2 separate regions of the Pan troglodytes genome follow, and region 2 is linked to region 1. A link is a contact called in public HiChIP or PLAC-seq data. All regions are on one chromosome and are shown on one strand. Each heading gives the region's core, a stretch centred on a gene start, on an enhancer-like site or on the middle of the called end of the contact. The rest is flanking DNA. Distances are from core to core; before and after follow the strand shown. Region 1 holds the start of CLU (clusterin). Region 2 holds the start of SCARA5 (scavenger receptor class A member 5).

The links. HiChIP or PLAC-seq counts read pairs in DNA pulled down with a chosen protein or histone mark.
Region 2: a contact with region 1 is called in an H3K4me3 HiChIP or PLAC-seq map of stem cell-derived excitatory neurons, with 7 times the contacts expected there. The contact joins the promoter of SCARA5 here to the promoter of CLU in region 1. A contact is called at or near these places in 1 of 7 Hi-C or Micro-C datasets (stem cell-derived neural progenitor cells) and 1 of 1 datasets of contacts at active chromatin or transcription factors (stem cell-derived excitatory neurons).

Annotation. Positions count from the first base shown.
Region 1 is chr7:35,955,713-35,963,153 of NHGRI_mPanTro3-v2.0_pri, reverse strand. It overlaps CLU (clusterin), which reads left to right and starts at 2,785. Exons shown (of 9, transcript XM_519677.7): 1 at 2,785-3,091; 2 at 7,143-7,268. The coding sequence starts at 2,965.
Region 2 is chr7:36,341,505-36,348,945 of NHGRI_mPanTro3-v2.0_pri, reverse strand. It overlaps SCARA5 (scavenger receptor class A member 5), which reads left to right and starts at 2,789. Exons shown (of 9, transcript XM_016959272.4): 1 at 2,789-3,259.

The sequences.
Region 1 (7,441 bases), core at 1,536-4,035:
ATGCTTGGCTAATTTTTTAATTTTTGTAGAAACTGGGTCTTGCTATGTTGCCCTGGCTGGTCTTGAACTCCTGGACTCAGGTGATCCTTCCACCTCAGCCTCCCAAAGTTCTGGGATTACAGGTGTGAGTCACCACGCCCATCTGAGAGTGATTCTTAATCACAGGCCACAGGATACTGCTCTTGCCCATTCCTAGTTTGTTCCAGCTGTATCAAACTGCTGGCTGAGCTGTCCTGCTTGTGGTGCTGAGCCAGACAAAGGCTGGTTGGGGATGTGTAATAAGGACACTGCGTAGCGAAGCAGCCCCAGAGACATTCAGGCAGCCAGAGATGGTGCACAAAGCATAGATAAACAGATAAATGCAAGGGTCTTTACTCATCCCTCCCTGGCCCTCCCCATGGCCCTGACTCTCCAAGAAAATAAATCAAGCTAATGCCCCAAACCCAGCTGTGTAAGTCCATGATGGGAGACAGAGGATCAAACAGCAGCACCTGCCAAGAAGATGATGCATTCTCTATGAATCAGCCCAGTGACTCAGCATCTGATAAAGCTTATTTGGAGTGTTTAGGGCAAGGGAAGGGGTGGTCCTGTTCTGCTTTGTGTGCTCAGGCCCTCCGGCATTGGCTGGTCCAAGGCTCCCCACTGGCATTGGCTGGTCCAGGGCTGGGCCAAGAGTTTCAAGAGAGATGAGGTCCAGAATGTCAAAGGGCTGGGGAAAAGTCTGCAAACCACGGCAAGGCAAGGAGCTGCAAGCCTGGAGGTCACTGGGAAAAGCAGACTACGTTGCCTTCAAATATCAGAAGGGGCACTATGGGAGAGATAGGCTGGATTTTCCCTGTGTGGCTCCAGAGGGCAGAACTGGGCTCCGGATTGGCCCATACACGAGCCAGACTGTGACTCAACCAAAGAAGGCCCTAACTTTATCAACAGCTTTACTAGATAAATGGTTGCATGGCAGGTAGTGAGCTCCCTGTTATTGGTGGCATTCAAACATGGGCAGGATGACCACCTGGTGCAGATGCTGGGGATGGGGTAGGAATCAAGCAGTGTGCGAGTCCTGAACCAATCATCGTCTATGATCTACTTAGAATATTAAACATCTGGTGATGCATTTATGGCGCTTTCAAAATTTACACTTTTCTTTCCTCCAAGTTTGACCTTCTGAACCTTGTTTGCTTAGTAATGGGAATAATCAAGTAATTATTCCCAAGGGATCACAGTCATGACTGTGAATCTGTGAATCCTGCTATTTTCTCCCAAATCCTTTCTTCCTCTCTTCCCTTCCCCTAATTCAGCTGGCTAAGGCAGATCTCACTGACTGACCTCCGAAGTCTAATTTTTAAAAATATAACTAGATTTATGCCTTCTGTTCCGGATGCTGAGGGAGCTACAGAACAGAAAAGTTACAAAGAGCGAGTTCAAAAACAATTCTTCTAACCTCAGGTATTGATAAGGAGCAGGCACTGATAAGGAGCAGGCACTGTCCACAGAAAATGTAGCTGTTACTGATAATTAGACTTTTTTTTTAAGAAAAATAAAGTGTAGCCTCTTCTGGGGCATTTTTTTCTTCTTCTGGGTTAATGACCTTCTAATACTTGGCTTGGCTCTACGTTAGGTTGCAGGGAGCCGTGGAGATGATCCATTCCCGATTCCTCATCGTCCAGATGGAAGAAACTGAGGCTCAAGGGCAAAGTGATTGGTCCGAGGTCACCCAGTGTCTAGGGGCACACCTAGGACTGTAATCAGACTTTCATGGACCTGGTCTGGGTTCTCCCACTTCCTCATGGGCCTTGAAGATTCCCCCAGGCTGCCTCCTGGAAAGGACTGGGGTCCTAGTGCCCCCTGGACGTTGGGCAAGCAAGGGACTGGGCCTCCATGTTGTGCCTCCATAGTCCTGATCCTGAACTGGAAAACTCAGCCCCTGACCATGCAGCTCTCCTTTAAGCCCCTTTGTTTCACATGGTTTTCAAAGTCTGCCACCCACAGTGGGACTGCCTGTACCCGCCCTGTCCACCCATTGCCCCAACTGTCAGCCCCTTGACTTCTCTCCTGGGGCTTAAACATCCCTGGCTCCAAAATGGGCAGCTCAGTTTCTTCCCCAAGAAGTAGCTGCACCTCCAGGGTTCCTGGACTTCCCCCTCCTTGCCAGGGGGTGGGGTGGCTGCGACAGGAGATTCTCCCTGCTCTCAGCAGAAGGAACTCCAGCAGTTGGAGACCAGCAAACCCCTCTGGACACAGATCTGATTTCCTAACTGGGAAGGCTCAGGGCAAAATAAAAATTCAGGGCCACTGGCTCAAAAACTATGAAGAATTTCAAGACCGTCACAGTAGCCCATTAAACCAAACGTGGATCTGCAAGGGTCCCACACCCATGAAGCCCACCCTGTTTGGCTGGGTTCCAAGAAGATGGGGACAGTGATTGCTTAAGCTCTGTGGATCAAGGAGCCCGGAGAGGCCTTCTGGCTCTCCACATATCTGCTCTGATCACTCCTAAACACAATTCTGTTTCCTCCAGGCCTGGCGGGTCAGTCCAGGGACCCCCATCAGTGTGATGTTTCCAGGAGTAGGGGTTTCAATACTTCCTGTGCTTTCTTCTCCAGCACAAGGCCCCTCTCCATCCCACCCTCATTATGTCTGACTCTTTACTATTTAAATGGGTCAAGAGAAGTGGCGCTTGTGTAACGTGAAGGTTAAGGTCAGTAGGGCCAGGGAACTGTGAGATTGTGTCTTGGACTGGGAGAGACAGCCGGGCTAACCGCGTGAGAGGGGCTCCCACGCGAGTTCAGGCTCTTCCCTACTGGAAGCGCCGAGCGGCCGCACCTCAGGGTCTCTCCTGGAGCCAGCACAGCTATTCGTGGTGATGATGCGCCCCCCGGCGCCCCCAGCCCGGTGCTGCACCGGCCCCCACCTCCCGGCTTCCAGAAAGCTCCCCTTGCTTTCCGCGGCATTCTTTGGGCGTGAGTCATGCAGGTTTGCAGCCAGCCCCAAAGGGGGTGTGTGCGCGAGCAGAGCGCTATAAATACGGCGCCTCCCAGTGCTCACAACGCGGCGTCGCCAGGAGGAGCGCGCGGGCACAGGGTGCCGCTGACCGGTGAGATGTCCCCGTCTTCCCTACCCTTGAGCAGAGCCACATCAGGACGGATGGGCGGGGAGGGGATGGCAGCCAGGCAGAGAGGGATGACACAGCTCGCAGTCACAACCCCTGCGCTTTCGACGGAGCCCAGGAAGCCAGGGAGGGGAGGTGGCCGGAGCCCCATCACCAGGCAGCTGAGCCAGGGGCCCCGGCGCAACCGCCGCCTGAGAGCACGAGCTCCAACCACAATTCTGTGGTGGGGGGGTAAATAGAACAGATATAATGATCATCCTTTCGCAAAGATGGGGAAACTGAGACCTGGAGACCTGCCGCGTTGCGGGAGACCCAGGCTAGCAGGTGACGGAGCTGGCCTGCACGGAGCTCCTTCCTGCAGCATATCCTCTGCGAAGATGCGGATCTCTCAGTTGTGGCTGTCGGCTTGCATGCATGAGTCATCTAGTTTTCTTCTAAATTCTCTAGCTCTCTGGACACTGTGCCTGTAAGTATGAGGCTGCGGATTTCAGTATATGCTGCAACCACCGAAATCCGACTTTTTCTGCCTCCTAATGCATCTGAGGTGCATCAGAGAAAAGTCACACAATATCCACCAGGCCCCAGACTTCTGATTCCACGGTCTCATTTTACAGATGATAATCTGAGGCCTGGAGAGGTTTAGGACTGGTGCCAACACTAAACAGCAAATAAGTATCAGAATTGGGATTAGAGCCAAAGCTTCTTGACCTTCCAGAATTTCTGGACCTAGTTAAAAAAAAATATGATTTTTATTATTTTTTTTTAAACGGAGAGGTTAGGAATTTAAAGGAAAGTACAGATACTATATAAAAAAAGATGCCCATGAGAATGTTGTTATAATAATAGTGGGGCATTGGGCACAACTGAAATGGCCAATCTTGTGAGAATGGTAAAATAAACTTGGGTCCGTGAGAAAGTGGAGTATTACATAGCCACAAAAGTATGCCCTTAAAGAATATTTGAAGATGGTGAATGTGAAGGATCTTGTATAAACTGCATGGAAGACAGAAGGAAATATACCACGGTGCTAACATTTGCCTCTGGGTGATATGAATTACCGGTGATTATTTTTCTTATTTTCCTTTTGGTTTAGTTTTCTCCATTTGAAGAAGCAGATAGGAGCCGGGGCTTTGGGATTGAAACCCTCACCATCTGTGTGCCCTCTTCACTGTCTTCCCATCCTCCCTATGGCTCCCTTTTCACAGTCATTGATTTTCTTTCTTTCTTTTCTCCTTTTTTTTTTTTTTTTCCTGAGACCAAGTCTCACTCTGTTGCCCAGGCTGGAGTACAGTAGCACCATCTCGGCTCACTGCAACCTCCGCCATCCGGGTTCAAGCAGTTCTCATGCCTCAGCCTCCGAGTAGCTGGGACTACAAGCGCATGCTGCTACATCCGGCTAATTTTTGTATTTTTAGTAGAGACATGGTTTCACCACCTTGGCCAGGCTGGTCTCGAACTCCTGATCTCAAGTAATCCGCCTGTCTTGGCCTCCCAAAGTGCTGGGATGACAGGTGTGGATCACTGCGCCCTGCCAGGTCATTGATTTTCTTAAGCCTCCAGCCCTGCCCTGCTTGGAAACGTTTTGGGAAGCTGCTCAGTTCAAAGTTCCCAGGAGGGTGTGCCTGGAGGGGAGTTGCTCTCAAAGTCTGCCTGCTCCCCCCGCCCCCCCTGCCCCCCGCCCCCGCCATCTTCTCCTCCTCCTCTTCCCCTGAGCAGCCCCTTTGTCCACAGAACCGGCCTTTTCTGGTAGAAGGAGCAAGGCCAGGTGGTTTAAGCCTTCTTAGGGAGAATGAGGCTGTGTGGTAGTGCTGGGGACTCGAGGGCCTTGGCCTTGGCATGGCTCTTCCACCCAGGGCAGCTGGCAGCCAGGCTCCCAGGAGGCAGAGGAGATGAGGGGGGAGGTGAGTCCGAGCAAAGGAAAGGAGGTCGGCTGTGCAGTCACAGTTCTAGAACATTCCTTGGATCAGCAGCATCCATATCACCTGCAGACTGGCTGGAAAAGCAGTCTCAGAACCAACATTATAACCAGCCCTGCAGTGATTCATAAGTACTTTAAAAAATGGTCAATCATTTCAGCAAAGCAGAGCCACACAGTCCGGGGGACCACAGGTGGCCTCTGTGGGATTGTCTCAGTTTTCCTGCCCCTCTCCAGACATGTTGATTAGACACTGCCAATGCCCAGCCTCAGACCTCAGTCTAATTTGGAAGTAGTCAGAATTTACTATGATTACATAAGACCCTCGTGTTTACAGAACACATTCCCCTCTCTGAGGTCTGGATTAGATCCATTTTACAGATGAAGAAACTGAGGCTCAGATATTTAAGTGACTTGGAATCAACGAAAGAATACTGGCCTAGGGGTCGGGAGGGCTGGGCTCTCATCCCAGGGTTACCATGAGCATGCTGTGGACCCTAGGGAGTCCCATGCCCTCTCTGGGCTTCAGCCTCACCGTTAGGGTAGAGGGGTTGGGTGAGAGAACGACCCCCTTCCCAGGTCTGAGCTGGATGGCTCACCAGGGACCCCAGGCTCCCCGGAGCAGACTGTGTGCCCGCTGATTCTGGAATTCCTTTCCTGTATCTTGCCTTTGGCTGCCCCGTTCTTCACGGCCCAACACCCTGTCTTCTGGTCAGAACCTAGTTCTGAATGGGTTTTTCCAGAAGTTGTTGCTTTCAGGGGCCCCTGGCAGAGAGGTGTTTCTGGCTGGCTTTGTCTCTCTGGCATGACAAAGGCTCTGTTCCTGCTGGAGGTATTTCAGGGCTCAGTGGGCAGCTGGGGCAGAGCCCGTGAGACCACAGCCTTCCTGGTGAGCCCGGTCTCCGCCACCCACCCCATCTCTGGGGAAGGCGCTGACCCCATCTCTTCTCCCACGCTGCTCCCTGGCTCTTTGCGCCTGATTACTTTTCATGAGAGGCACTCCTTGTTAATGTGCTACTGAGTGTCCAGATGGGCCTGCTGGGCTGAGCGGGCTTTGGATGTGAACCATTTCAGGAAGGTGAACCCCATCGTCCTGTTGGTTCTGTGATGGGAAATGGGTGAGCTCAGATAAGCAGTTCTTCGGAGGGGGATGGTGGGGGTGGAGTGCAGGGGGAAGGGTTTCTGTTTTATGCAACAGCCTCAGCTTCTGGGAAAGGGTCCATTGTGTAAGATTGGGGCTATGGCCTGTGCCCCGTGGCTCAGGGCAGCCGCCCAGTGGTGGCAGGAACACTGGCAGGGCAGCCTGCTGTCGGCTTAGAGGGGATGGGCAGTGTGGAGGGCCTGGCAGAGCAAAAGGACTCATCCTTCCAAAGGGACTTTGTCTGGGAAGCCTGCTCCTCGGGCCACTGCGAACCCTCTCTACTCTCCGAAGGGAATTGTCCTTCCTGGCTTCCACTACTTCCACCCCTGAATGCACAGGCAGCCCGGCCCAAGTCTCCCACTAGGGATGCAGATGGATTCCGTGTGAAGGGCTGGCTGCTGTTGCCTCCAGCTCTTGAAAGTCAAGTTCAGGTGGTGCTGAGACTCCCTGGGGGCTGCAGTGCTGTGGTGGATGGGGATCATCTGCTGGGGTGAAGATTTAGGTGCACATTGCAGAGGACGTGGCTGGTCTCTGGGATGCAGTCCCTCTGTGGAGGTGGCATGGGGAGGGACGGATGCATGACCTAAGGAGGGTATTTTCAGTGTCTGACATGATCGATACCACTCTGGACAAGGAGGCCAGGATGCAGAAAGCCTGTGTGCCTCGCTGATTGTCGGGGAGGATGTGGCTTGGACAAGAGCCTGGCTCCTCCGATGCCAGGGTTCTTGTTTCTTCCACTCAACATTGCTGTCCTGCAGTCCCTCCCTCCCTGCACCTCCTGCCTTCGCTTTCATTCGAGGTGTCCATGGCAAGTCTGGTCATCTCCCCCCATTTCCTCAGGAATAAAAGTGCAGCAGTGCCTGCTGTGGGGACGGCTGAGGGCAGTGAGGCCCTGGGGAGCTGCTGCAGGCAGCAGGTGGGCGGGACGCCAGCAGGCTGTCTAGCTGTTCCCATGACGGTCTCCTGTTCTCTGCAAACAGAGGCGTGCAAAGACTCCAGAATTGGAGGCATGATGAAGACTCTGCTGCTGTTTGTGGGGCTGCTGCTGACCTGGGAGAGTGGGCAGGTCCTGGGGGACCAGACGGTCTCAGACAATGAGCTCCAGGGTGAGTAGACCAAGCATGATGTTCCTCTGGCCACAGGGTGATGAGGTCAGAGGGCAGGGTAGCTAATTCTGCTCAGTGCCTCTCTATCAGGCCCCAGTGTTACAGACCGTTTTTATCTTGTGCACCGGGTCTGGGTGCCTGTGTCTGGGCCCACTCTGAGCCTCAGCTCCCAG
Region 2 (7,441 bases), core at 1,540-4,039, 390 kb before region 1:
CAGTGTCCACCAAAGCTGAACACAGGGCCACCCTATGCCCTGGCGATTCCATGCCCAGGTATATGCCCAAGAGAATGGCATTCATATGTTCCCCAGAAGACACACACAAGAATGTTCACAGCAGCACCATTTATCAGAGTCAAAAATGGAGGCTGGACATGGTGGCTCACACCTGTAATCCCAGCACTTTGGCCGGTGGAGGCGGGAGGATTGCTCGAGGTCAGAAGTTTGAGACCAGCCTGGGCAAGATAGCGAGACCTCATCTCTACAAAGGATTTTAAAAAATTAGCTGGGTGTGGTGGCATGTGCTTGTAGCCCCAGCTACTCAGGAGGTTGAGATGGGAGGATCGCTTGAGCCTGGGAGGTCGAGGCTGCAGTGAGCTATGATTGTGCCACTGTACTCCGACCTGGGTGATAAAGCGACATCCTACCTCTAGAAAAAACAAACTGAAAAAGCTTGGTCCCTCCATTTCAAATACTGAGATTTCATAGATGAAACTACTTCAGAAGTCTATTGAACCCTCCTCTGTCAAGGCAATCACATTTTCATTCAGCTTCTGGGGGGGAAATGCCTACTACAAATGCCATCTGTGATTGAATGGAAGCAAATCATTTTGGGGACAATTCTGATTTTAGTGGCAAGGAGGTATCTGAGCTAAGAGCTGCCGGGAGGACTCTCACCCAGGAGAAAACCAGCCCTCCAGGTCATTCCTATACTTCACTGTCAAATCTCCCTTTGCCTGTTCCGGCAGCTTTATTCATAATAGACAAAGATTGGAAACATCCCAAACCCCCTTCAGCAGGAGACCGATATACACATTGTGTGTGGTATGTGCCTATCACGCAATAGGACTCAGTGCTTCGAACAGGGCGGGAGGTGGGAGGACAAGCGAGGACGAGCGTGGAGTCCTCACATGGCAGAAAGGCAGAGGATCAAGCCAGCCCACTCCTGCAAGCCCTTTCTATGGCATCCCAAATACATTCATGACTCAAATACCCCCACAAAGGCCCCACCTCCCAACACTGTTGCAATAAAGATTACATTTCCAATGCTTGAATTTTGGGGGACACATTTAGTCCATAGCACTAACTACCACATTTCTTGCTAACATACACATCTCTTTAGGGAAGGTCTTTGGACATCACTTTTTTTTTTTTAAGACAGGGTCTTGTTCTGTTACCCAGTCTGGGGTGCAGTGGTGCGATCACAGCTCACTGCAGCCTCAAACTCCTGGGCTCAGTTGATCCTCCCGTCTCAGCCTCCCAAGCACCTGGGACTACAGGTGTGCATCACCACGCCCAGCTATTGTTTGTATTTTTTTTTTTTTTTTTGTAGAGACAGGGTTTTGTCATGTTGCCCAGGCTGGTTGGACATTATATTTTGAGCACATTTCTGGCTGTTTTTAAGATTACATTCCTAGGAATGTTGGTGAATTGATGGGGGACAAAAACATTTGTTTCCCCTTGAGAGGCAGTGGTACAGGGGAGGGGTTAAGAGCATAGACCCTAGGATCACATTGCCTAGGGTTGAATCCTAGCTCTGGCACTTACTGGCTGCAAGACCCTGGACAAGTCACTTCCTCTCTGTCTCTGTAAATGAGCATAATAGCAGCACCTGCCTCAGGGGGTTGTTGAATAGGTTCAATGAGCTAATATATAAGAAACACATGGTATATGCTATAAAGTGTTGTCTTCTTTTTTCCTTCTCCTCCTCCGCTCCCTGGGATTATTACCATAATGATACAATTATCATTTGTTCTTTCTGTAAAATGGAGTTTGATGTTGGAGCTGCTTCCTAGGCAGTCAGGCGGGGCAGTCACTGAGAATGAGGACGGCGTTTCTGACTCAGCTGTGGGCGGGCAGCTGCAGTGACACAGCTGAGTCTTGGCAAACACTTTTCATGTACGAAGCCTGACCCTGGAGTCTTGAGGCTGAACTTTTCACCAACAAACAGGAATGCATTCATGAATGTTACCTCTGGGTGCTGTCCTCTGGAAGCCATCTGCATAGCCTAACTCTGCCACCCTGGCTTGGACAATTATGGTGATTTCTCTGATGCCCCTGATACTACCACCTCAATCTGAATTTAGCAGCTCCCTTCACATATGGTTAGATCGCCTTTAAAAAGATTTTTTTTTTTTTTAGAGATGGGGTCTCACTATGTTGCCCAGGTTGGTCTTGAACTTGTGGGTGGGCTCAAGCAATCCTCCCACCTCAGCCTCCGAAAGTGCTGGGACCACACGTGTGAGTCACTGCACCCGGCCTAGATGTCCTTTTTCAAACGTAAGCAATCATGCTCAGGTTTAGGATTATTCGTGCCTGGGTCCCCCTCCCATACTGAATTGCTATGGACAGCCAGCTAGTCTTCATCCTGCACGCCCCAGCCCCTGTGCAGCGTTAATGAGCCAGAAACGCTGATTCTGCTGCTGAGTTCCGAGGAACCCCCTGGGGCATTTTCCTGACTACCCCCAGTGTGGCCAATCCGTGTCCACTGAGGATGAATGTGACTCCAGGAAAATACATGAAGTAACTCTGTGCCAAGCTTGGTGAATGAATTGAGCCATGCCAATTCTGTGCTATAAATAAATTTACAAGACTGGTTTTCTTGCGTGGCTCATAAGCCAGGTCTAGCTGCCACTCCCCCAGAAGTCTTCCAAAAAGTATTTTGAGCAGGACCTTTAGACCGGGGTGTTGGAGTCCCAAGGCCAAGGCCGACCGCGCTGCTCTGGGCCCAGCGGGCGTTCCCACACGGGGCTGTAATGCCACGATTGGCCGCAGGAGGGGGGCCGTATTCCAGACCCCGCTGCAGAAGCCTCCGCAACTGCTCCAGGAACTTTATTTTATACAGACTGGCGGCGAGAGCAGCTGCAGTTCGCATCTCAGGCAGTACCTAGAGGAGCTGCCGGTGCCTCCTCAGAACATCTCCTGATCGCTACCCAGGACCAGGCACCAAGGACAGGGAGTCCCAGGCGCACACCCCCCATTCTGGGTCCCCCAGGCCCAGACCCCCACTCTGCCACAGGTTGCATCTTGACCTGGTCCTTCTGCAGAAGTGGCCCCTGTGGTCCTGCTCTGAGACTCGTCCCTGGGCGCCCCTGCAGCCCCTTTCTATGACTCCATCTGGATTTGGCTGGCTGTGGGGACGCGGTCCGAGGGGCGGCCTGGGTCTCAGCGTGGTGGCAGCCAGCTCTCTGGCCACCATGGCAAATGCTGGGATCTGAGGGGACAAGGCTCTACAGCCTCAGCCAGGGGCACTCAGGTGAGTCTTGGTACTAATTTTGTCCTTTCTCCTGGGCATGCTGTCTCAAAGACAGCTGGAGGAGACTGGAATGAACTGGATGGAGAGGAGTACAGAGTTTGGGAAACTTCAGACCTAGAGCCTGGAGGTGCCTTCTCCAGGTGGGAAGGTCCCCGCTAGCTGGACCCGCAGATATCTGCCAGGCCCTCATCCAACTGCCTGGGCTGGAGAGAATGTGAGCCTGCATTTTGGGTGCCAGAGGGAAGCTATTGCCTTGGTGGCTACTCCACCTGACTCATGTCACAGCCCAAGAGCCTACTCAGGGTGCAGATGGCTCAGGTGACAGCTCCTCTCCATGGCTTCGTGTGTGTGCATGTGTGTGTGTGTGCATGTGTGTGTGTGCATGTCTGTGCGTGTGCATGTGCCAGTGGTGGGATATATGTGGGGAGAGGTTATTTCTAAAATATCTGTCTCTGTCCAGCTTTGGGTTATGATTTAGCTTAACTAAGTACAGTTAGAGGAGGAAAACATTTAAAACCTCCTTAGCGATTCTCTCTTTGGAGAAGGGCCACACTCATGTGATTTTTTTCCTTGGTTTTGATGAGTTTAAAGTGAGGTAATCCAAAGAAAAGCCATAAACCCTGCAGAGTTAGATGCGGGTACCCAGAGAAACTGACTTGGTAGGAGCAAATGAGGCTCGTGCTACCCACTCAGAGGAGGAATTAATGGAGTCCTTCTGATCTCCAGAGAAGGATTGAAGAGCCAGGGTCCTGATATCAGCCCTAGAGTGCATTTGCGATTGCCTTTTGCAAAGGGAACTTCAAACAGCTTTGTTTCTGAGACTGGCTAGGTAGGAGGGAGGCCTTGGGAACCTGGACACCCCCTTACCTGGCTGCCAGGAAGAGTCAGAAGACGCTGGGGGATGCTTTTTCTCATCAGACTGCCACCAGCTCCCCTGAGTGACCTTGTTCATAAAGTCATGCCACATGCATTATCTCACGGGAGGCTCACAGTGATCCTGGGTGACCAGCAGCTACCCACCTTCCCATCTTAGAGGTGATGTACCTGAGGCTGAATGAGGTCAGGTAATTGAGCCAAGTTCCCCCAAGAAACCAATATGCAGAGGAGCTAGGATGGGAGCCCTTGGCTTCTGTGTTCCCTGCATTCCTGCAGAGAGCCAGGCCTGCAGGGCGCAGATGGCCCCAGGGCACAGGGCTGCAGGGCACAGATGGCTGAGGGCTTTTCCAGCTCTAAAATGCAGAATCTAGAAGCAGATCCCTGGCTCTGAACCTGCCCTTCTAAGTGCCTTGGGTGAAATTGTCTGGAAGTAAATCATGATTGCCAAGAGGTTAGTGGAGAGGGTGACACCTCCCTGTTAGAGCAAGACCTCCCTCTTTGAGTTGCAAGTTGAGGTCCAGTCTCCTTGGGCTTCATCCACAGGTCACTGTGGCTTCCACATCTCGCCCATGTGCTTCAAGCTCTCAGAGCCCTGCCTCAGTCCCAGGATCCCCACCTGCTGGAGTACACTGGCTGGCAGTCTGAGGTGGGATTCTCTTCTCTGCCTGATCTGGGACCCAGAAAGTGGTCACCAAAGGGGCTGACATGCAATTCCCAAACAAAGCAACCCTGCAGCTGAGCCAGTGCCCTGTGTAGGAAAACTGTGCCCGGGGCCTCTTCCTGCTCTGATATCTATTCCTTCCTTTGTCTCTTTGGTCTGGGATGGCTTATGTTTAAAATGGGAGGGACGGAATGCAAATGCCATCAGCCTACCCCCATCACAGTGCTCCTGGGAGGAGCACTTGCCATCAGTTTCATCTTCTAGAGCACAGACTTGGTCCAAAGACAGTAAGATCCATGATCTGAGGGTCCCAATGCCTGCTTCCTCCCCCAAGAAAGAAAAACAGCCCCCAAGAAACCTTGGGCAGACAGAACATGCGTAGGTTTCATTTCCAAGTAACAAACATGAGTAGAGTTGTCTGAGCTTTTCCAAGCCCTGTGCACTCACATCTGGCCCCGCTCGGCCCCAGTCCCTCTCCCCAAGCAGATCCCCTGGGCTCCTGCTGGACTAGCTGAGGGGTGGGGAGGAGGAAGTAGACAGCTGCCCTTCACACACATTCTGGCTAACAAGCCGTGCATTCCAGCCCCGTCCCAGGAGCTGACCAGAAGAGGAGGAAGGTGGAAATGGCAGTGGGGCCTCACACCTCCACTCCCCAGGGGCAGCGCCCTGTCTGGCTCTGTGTGGCCTCTGGGAAGCAGAGGCTATTGCCTTTGGCAGAGGGAGGGTTATTGCAGGCAAAAGAGACATTGGCCTCCTGCTTCACAGCCCCGCAAGGAGTGAAGCCAGAGGGAGGAGTGCCGCACACAGTGCTCATGAAATGAGGGAGGGTCCCTTGCAGCTTAGCAGTGCTGGAGCTGCCCGCGGCCCCACCTAGAGGCCTTGCCTGGGTGGAGGCATTGGGTGGAGGGCCGGAATTGGGAGCCCAGTGAACTGGACACCACTGCAGCACAGGGAAGCCAGAGTGGGTGGTGTCTGGGGCAGGGAGGAGAGATCCTGGCAGAGCCGAGGACCACCCCCTGTTCCATCCCTCCCATAGGCTGGAGGAGAGGCCCGCAGATACTGGGAGCCCCAAGGCTGTGTGTGTGCACATGCGTGTGTGTGCCCGTTATGGGGGATGTACAGAAGGGCTAACAGCAGAGGCGTCCAGCCCTCCTGGGTCATTAGAAGGACATGTATACAGTGACTGGTCAGTTCTGGTCTCTTCTCAGCCCAAATGTTAGAGGTCTGTGGAGGCCAAGCTCAAGTCATGAAAATAGGGGCTTCAGCTGGGTGCAGTGGCTCACACCTGTAATCTCAGCACTTTGGGAGGCTGAGGCCAGTGGAGCGCTTGACTCCAGGAGTTCCAGACCAGCCTGGCCAACATGGTGAAACCCCATCTCTGCAAAAAATTAGCTGGACATGGTGGCTTGTGCCTGTAATCCCAGCTACTCAGGAGGATGAGTTGGGAGGATCACTTGAGCCCGGGAGGCGGAGGTTGCAGTGAGCCAAGACTGCACCACTGCCATCCAGCCTGGGCAACAGAGTGAGACCCTGTCTCAAAAAAGAAAGAAAGAAAGAAAGAAAGAAACAGAAAAAAAAAAAAGAAGAAAGAAAATACGGAATTCATGTTTTGCTCTGCTGCAGAGCAACCCCGCCAGCCGCCTTCCCTGATTATGTCTATTTATGAAAGTTGCCACGCCTCCTTGCCCACCCTCCCTCTGAAGAGAAACTGATTGACTGATCTCTCAATCAACAGGCATTGTCCCCCCACTGCCACCTGCCAGCCCTGCATCCTCTCCTCCCAGCCTCCTCTGGGTCGAAGGGTTGAGTTTGCCCCATACTGGGCCTGGGACCCATCCTCATGGGGCTTTTATCTTCTAAAGGATTTATTATTTAAACAACAAAAAAAAAGCTGTTCTTTGGTTAAATGTCCAGATAGTTAAAGAGAATCAGAAGCAAAGGTCAAGATAAACTCATGGCTGGAACCTTGATGAAAGTAGAGAATAATTTGTAAAGTCACTGAGCATTTATGTGACAAAAACAATATCAAGTAATTGATGTATATACTTTGTAATTTGGCTTAAAAAACAGATTCTTCTCATTACATAAGGAATGTAAATGCATCATAGAAAACCCAGAAAATCTGAAAGCAAAAAGGAATATTAAATCCCCACAATCCCTTCCAGCCAGAGTCCTGTAATACATTTCTCACCCGGAGCCATCATAGCGTCTTACATCCACACGCACCTTACGCGTGCATCTCTTACAAAATGGGATCGTGTTGTACACATTGTTGCGTCAACAGGCTGTTTCCTTTCAAAGAGCATAGGATTCTCCTAAGTCAATGTATATGCTCCCTGGACCATCATGGCGTAGACCCAGAGACCCAATGAGTCAGCCTCTGGGGGCCATGCAGACAGAAGCCCTCCCCTGGCCTAAAGCTGTCCAGATGCTTAGTGCCTGGGTGTCCCTTCAGAGGCTCCCTGCTCCTCGGGCCCCACCACAGTAGATGAATCCCTGCTGTGGTCCTACTGAGCCAAGCTCCTTCCAACATGCCAGCCCTGTTGGATTTGGGAGCAGTCCTGGTCTGCTCAGCTTTGTTTGCAAGTGGTCTCTGTACCCCCTCTGAATGCCCCTTCGTATCTAGTTTCCTTCCTTCATTTCCA